Regions from separate parts of the Mus musculus genome. Here region 2 is linked to region 1. The links are chromatin contacts, called in public Hi-C maps. All regions are on one chromosome and are shown on one strand. Each heading gives the region's core, a stretch centred on a gene start, on an enhancer-like site or on the middle of the called end of the contact. The rest is flanking DNA. Distances are from core to core; before and after follow the strand shown. Region 1 overlaps Gm30374 (a long non-coding RNA gene). Region 2 overlaps Arhgap15 (Rho GTPase activating protein 15).

Region 1 (2,700 bases), core at 195-2,694:
TTCCTCTTTTCCCTCCTCCTCCTCTTTCTCCTCTTTTTTCTTTTTCTCTTCCTCTTCCTCCTCCTTCTCTTCTTTCTTCTCCTCCTCCTCTTCCTCTTCTACTTCCTCATCTTCTTTACCTCTTCTTTCCATGGTCTATATCACTTCATTCATTTTTCTCTCTCTTTATTTCACCTTTTCAGTCTGCTGTTACAGTGTGTCCGCAGCCCCTTTGAGCCCATGTGAAGTATATAGCTCAGTTCCGGTTTTGAGTTGTCCAAACGAAATAATGATTTAAAGCTCAATTTTAAAAGAACAGAGAACATTGAAGAATAGCAGCCCAGATTGCTTCAGTGATATTTAGTGGGTGCCAAGTGTAGACAGACTTGTAGACAAGTTCAAGGAAAGCATGCGAGGCTGCTCCAGCTATTATCTAATGAAGGTAGGATTCTATGTCTTGTACAAAAGAAAATCCAAAGTACCAGGGGATTTGACATATGTGCAAGGTTGTGTGTGTGTGTGTGTGTGTGTGTGTGTGTGTGTGTGTGTGTGTGTAAAGAGAAATATAAACTTGGGCTATGGCAAACATTGACAGAGTGAACTTTGGGACTCAGAATTGCAAAGATTTAGTTAGCTAGGAACCTGTCATCTTGTCCCTCGTGGTCTCAAAATGGTTGCCATGCTTCCTGCTTTCATGTATGAGCCCCTCACCAAATACCAGGCACATAAGCCAAAAAACTTTTTCAAATGTCCCACAGTGACAATTTTGCTTTTGTCTTTGGAGCCCTAACATGTGACACTTCTAGATGGGCCCATCGAAAAGCTCAAAAGAAAACACAGATCTTGTTATATAAGAAGATGGGATAATGATGAGGTCATTGTCTGGGAGTGCCCAGAATAAAAGATTAGGTAAGATTTAACCTTCCTGATGCATTAATGAGCTTACATTCCTCTTAAATAATGTAATTGTTTTATGCTACAGATCAGAAAATCCACAAATATTACAAAAAAAATCTATTGTCAACCACAGGCAACCAAAACGTGCATAATTAATGAGAACCTAACTCTGCTTGTCTAGTGTATGCAAATCTATTCATATAGACATGTAGGTGTATCGATATGTGTGCACGAAGTCACACACACACAGCTTGTGGAAGTGAAGCCAAGTGCTTCATTGGAAGGGGGTGTGGCTCAAGGCTGTTCCAGTCACTAGATCTTCATTGTTAACAGTAGTGTGTGCCAATCTATGTTGACAAGCCCTTCTAGTGCATAAGTTGCAGGTACCTTCACGGTGCCACCTAATACTTCAGGGACGTAGCCCCAGAGTTACACTTGAGACTACAGAGCTGATATCCAGTGGTGAGAAAGACGAACACGTGAAGTCATACCAGAGTTCTTCAGAACAGGGAGCTGCAGGGAGGTGCCGCCACAGTGCAGGCCTTCTGTCCCCCTAACTCCAAGCTCTGTCTGCTCTCATCTCTTAGACTTAACTGTATGGCTTTATAGATTATCTGCAGTCTCCGAACCCTCCCTCTGTTTCATTGATTTCTTGATTTCTAGAACAAAATCCTTCAAAGATAAGAAAGATCGGATGCAAACGTTAATGCATCTGGGAAATCGAGGAATGATGCCTATCGGGAGACTAAAGAAATGTCCCAGCAGCGAAATATGCAAATCCACCAGAACAGCCATGCTCCAGTCAGTTTTCTTTGTGATTTGGCGCCACCTTGTGGCCATTACAAGAATCAGCGTAAATACTAATGATGGGACCTCTCTGGGGTTTTAACTAACTAGAATGTCCTACGTTGAGGCAGCAGTTCTCAAAAGCCTCAGTCATGTGGCCCCGTAGATTATTGGCTATCCTAGCTCGGCTAGATTGGCCAAATATGGTGATGTTTGCCTGGGAAAAGCACAGGTAGATATTGCCCTTACGCAGCAGCTAAGCCTAATCAACAGTGTAGGTGAGCAGGTAGTACCAGCAGCTGACCATTCTCCAGACTCATGGACGGGACACACACAAGACCATGATCTTTTGAAGTCACTCTTCTTGCATCATACTGTCCCGAAATTAAGGGGAGTTTAAGTTGAGTGATCACAGGTTAAGCAAATGTTACCAGGATAAATTACTACTACTACTGCTACTACTACTACTACTACTATTACTAGCTTTCAAGCTTTAAGACGAATTAGTGACCATGGATGGACATGTGTGTTGTTTGTCTGCCAATGTTTCCGTGTGTAATTCCATTAACTCTTGTGTAAGATCAGTGCCATCTCTCAATGGCTTTGAAGTTGTCCCCAGTTATGGTCAATACTTGCTCCTTAGTGCTGTGACGTTCAGGGATGTGGTTGTGCGGAAGGATTGGGAGCAAGAGGGTTAAGTCACCAACCCTAATCTTATGGGCTATTGGGAGAGGATTGCGACTTAATAGATGGGACTTGATAAAAAACACAAAACAAAACAAAAACAAAAACAAAAAAACAAAACATAACAGTGGTTTGTTTGGGACATGGCCTTTGTGGCTTTTTGCCTCTGTGGGCACTTTCAAGAACTGGATATTTGGACATTTACTCCCCAAGAATCCGTGTGTCTGCTTGAGATTTCATTTAAATCACCCCTCCATCCATCTAGCCACGGGGCCATCCAGAGCAGGCACGCTGCCAGGGGTGTGTTCCCTTCAAGAGAGATATTTTTTCCCCCAGGGTAGGTTTGGTGAAGTA
Region 2 (2,700 bases), core at 134-2,633, 130 kb before region 1:
CCTAAAACAAATTTTTGAAGCAATTTAAAATCCAAAGGACTAAGATATTTTTAATTTATTCGTAATTAGTTTGTAGATTGGACCTTACTGAGACTCCAAAATCAGTAGCAGACAAAGGCGATTTCAATTACGAGGAACAAGCCAAATGCAATTCGTTGTTTTTGCTAAATTTTGCTTCTTTAAAACACATCTCTTAGCTATAGGTCCTATTTTATATTAAGAGAGGATTATACAGCAAGCATGGCAAGTGACTGTAGAGCAAAGAACTTGTTATTTGTTTATTATTGTGGTTCCCTCCCGCCAGGCCACCACTTTTCTGATAGATGGTAATCTATCAGACTAATGGGCTAAGGCAGGTTAGCTCCTTAGGGCCTGGAGTCTTCCCTGATCATGGCTGATAGACAGTCTACCCTCCCTTTCTTGCACCTCATGGTAGATGTGTAGATGTCATATGTGGGCAGCTGGATTTTGCTGTCCAGGTTTCACCAGCAAGTAACTCCAAATTGCTCCTGCTATAGCTCTATGGCCTGTGACGCCTTCCTACAGTTATAATAAAGTAATTCTGCAAATCTCACTTTGCAATAACCACAAGATACAGAAATTGCATTAAGCTGATTAGGCGTAGTCATAAGAAGTATTCAGAAAGGTTAGCTGGATATAGTGGATGCCGTAGTTAGAATAAGATAAAAAAATCACTTCATTAGCTGGGAGTGTTTTCTCATTGGTAACACCCTATATTAAGGTGCCACTTATGAGCAGTTTATTATTATTTATTAATGTGTGAGGCACTTTATAGAACACAAGATAACAACTTAAATCCATGTATTAAAGATGCACATACATGGTTTAATACGATTTACGTCTTACAATATTCTTTAAAGCAGCCTCCCATAGTGTCATCCGTTAAACATTTATTACTAATGCATTTTATAACATGCTTTATAATGCATTATTTGGGAAAATAGCAGCATTTAGTGATTATTTCATAAATAAGAATAAAGCACTTATAAATGGCACCTTAATTTAGAGTGTTACCTTCACATTACCAGAGTGTTGCTCACTATCCATCTCATTCAGGGATCTTCTCTAAAGGCAGTGCTTAATAAAATAGACACTATGTTCTATTTTCCCTTCATCTGATTAAAAGGTTACTGAGTCATTTCCTCCATCTGCTTTCAGAGGTTGGTAGCTCAGGGGGCTTTGGTCTTCTTCAGTCTGATGAAACCACACATTTGTTTCAAGGCTATTTCTGAAAAGGACAGTAGCAAATCAGAGAGCAACCTACCATGTTAGGAAGAGCTTGCTGCTTGGAGTCTTTGTAAAATTCAATTTTTCGACCAGAAAGAACAATCCAGGAAGTAGACCAGTTTTTCCTTAGGGGAGAAAGAGATGAGTGCGTCATGATTTGGAAGAACACCCAGCAGCCACATCAGAGACTTCGTAGTGAGCGCAGACTATTTTTTAATGAAATTGTCTAGAAATCTATTTAACTCTGGTAAGTGGTTAAAAACAAATTCAGATAATAATAAAATCACTGTAGAATTTAAAAATCCGTGACACATAAATAAAATTTTCTCAGCATGTAAATTTGCCTTGATACTCTTTAAGTAATCAGTGTCCATGTTTTGTATACCCACACGTGTGCCTTTTCCCAGGACAGAAGCTGTAAGGTAGAAGTGTGGGAGGCCACACCATCTCTCCTTTTCATCGATGTAGCACATCTCAGGATCTGAGAGACTGACCAGATCACCCATCATTCTTTAAATCAAAATGCGCTTGATACTTACCAGCAATCAGAGACTTACAAGGGGGAAGAGCGGGATGCTTTCCCTCTTTCCCAAGTGCCAGAAAGAAAAGAACCAACTTTAGATAACATTCTCTCATATTATCTCTTCTGGAGTACCATTTAACAATATATTTTCATGAAATTTCAAACATTTATATATTACTTTTGCCTAGCTATGCTTATATCTACAAATTTAAATTTATCTTAAGTGGTTTTCAGGTTTCCAAGGCTCTGACCATTAATGTGAATGACACATTACTTGGTAATTATGATGTTAAAGTACAAAAAAAAATGTTACTCAAAATGCAATTGTCCATTGGAAGAATGACCCCTCTGTTTAAGAATACTGATGTGGGAATATTTTAATGTTGCCCATAACATATACTTTACTCCATGCTATGCAATTTACTTAGGACCATTTTAGCCTAGCTTATCCCCTCCTGATTATTAATTCCATCCATCAGAAGTCCAAATATCACTTCCCTCAAAGTACATCCATGACATGTTGGATGATGAATTAAAGAAAAAAGCTTCAAATGTTTCCATTTTCATTGCCTTCATTAAAATGCAACCCCCCCCCAGGCAAAGAGATCATTTCAACATTATTGGGATATTTTCAGAGCCTAGAGCACAGAGACCTGGAGAGTCTAGGAGCTAAAGGGACATTTATTTAACCAATGAGCACTTTGGCTGGGGAAAGAGTCTCTATGTAGCTATAGTTAAACAAGGTGGTGAGAGCTTTTTCCTTCCCTTTGTATTTCTTAGTCCTTAACTTAACATACTATTGCTTCTTAGTTAGTGTGTGTATCAGTGTGGGGAAAGGTTTTCTTTCATATGTGGAAAACTATCAACAAGATTGACATGCACAATTTTCTACTCAATAGATTCTATTGGTATAATTTTCTCAACTTTAA

The links. Hi-C and Micro-C count contacts between places; a contact is called where the count stands out from the background.
Region 2: a Hi-C map of the N1E-115 cell line shows a contact between it and region 1, with 13 times the contacts expected there. The contact joins two enhancer-like sites. A contact is called at or near these places in 1 of 39 promoter capture datasets (hippocampal neurons), 6 of 15 datasets of contacts at CTCF or cohesin (CD8 T cells, the G1E-ER4 cell line, hippocampal excitatory neurons and 3 more), 155 of 484 Hi-C or Micro-C datasets (the 63-12 cell line, B cells, the Ba/F3 cell line and 85 more) and 12 of 115 datasets of contacts at active chromatin or transcription factors (the 230-238 cell line, CD4 single positive thymocytes, CD8 T cells and 7 more).

Annotation. Positions count from the first base shown.
Region 1 is chr2:43,721,900-43,724,599 of GRCm38.p6, reverse strand. All of the region lies in intron 4 of Gm30374 (a long non-coding RNA gene), which reads left to right. Among named protein-coding and RNA genes, the nearest start is that of Gm30374, 6.2 kb to the left of the region's middle. Within about 2 kb of position 1,444, at least 26 of the 459 cell types and tissues checked have an H3K27ac peak or open chromatin away from gene starts, as enhancers often do. A contact at or near this core is called in the N1E-115 cell line, where this site is marked.
Region 2 is chr2:43,855,479-43,858,178 of GRCm38.p6, reverse strand. It overlaps Arhgap15 (Rho GTPase activating protein 15), which reads right to left. Exons shown (of 14, transcript NM_153820.3): 5 at 1,286-1,373. Among named protein-coding and RNA genes, the nearest start is that of Gm39804, 69 kb to the right of the region's middle. Within about 2 kb of position 1,383, at least 1 of the 459 cell types and tissues checked has an H3K27ac peak or open chromatin away from gene starts, as enhancers often do. A contact at or near this core is called in the N1E-115 cell line, where this site is marked.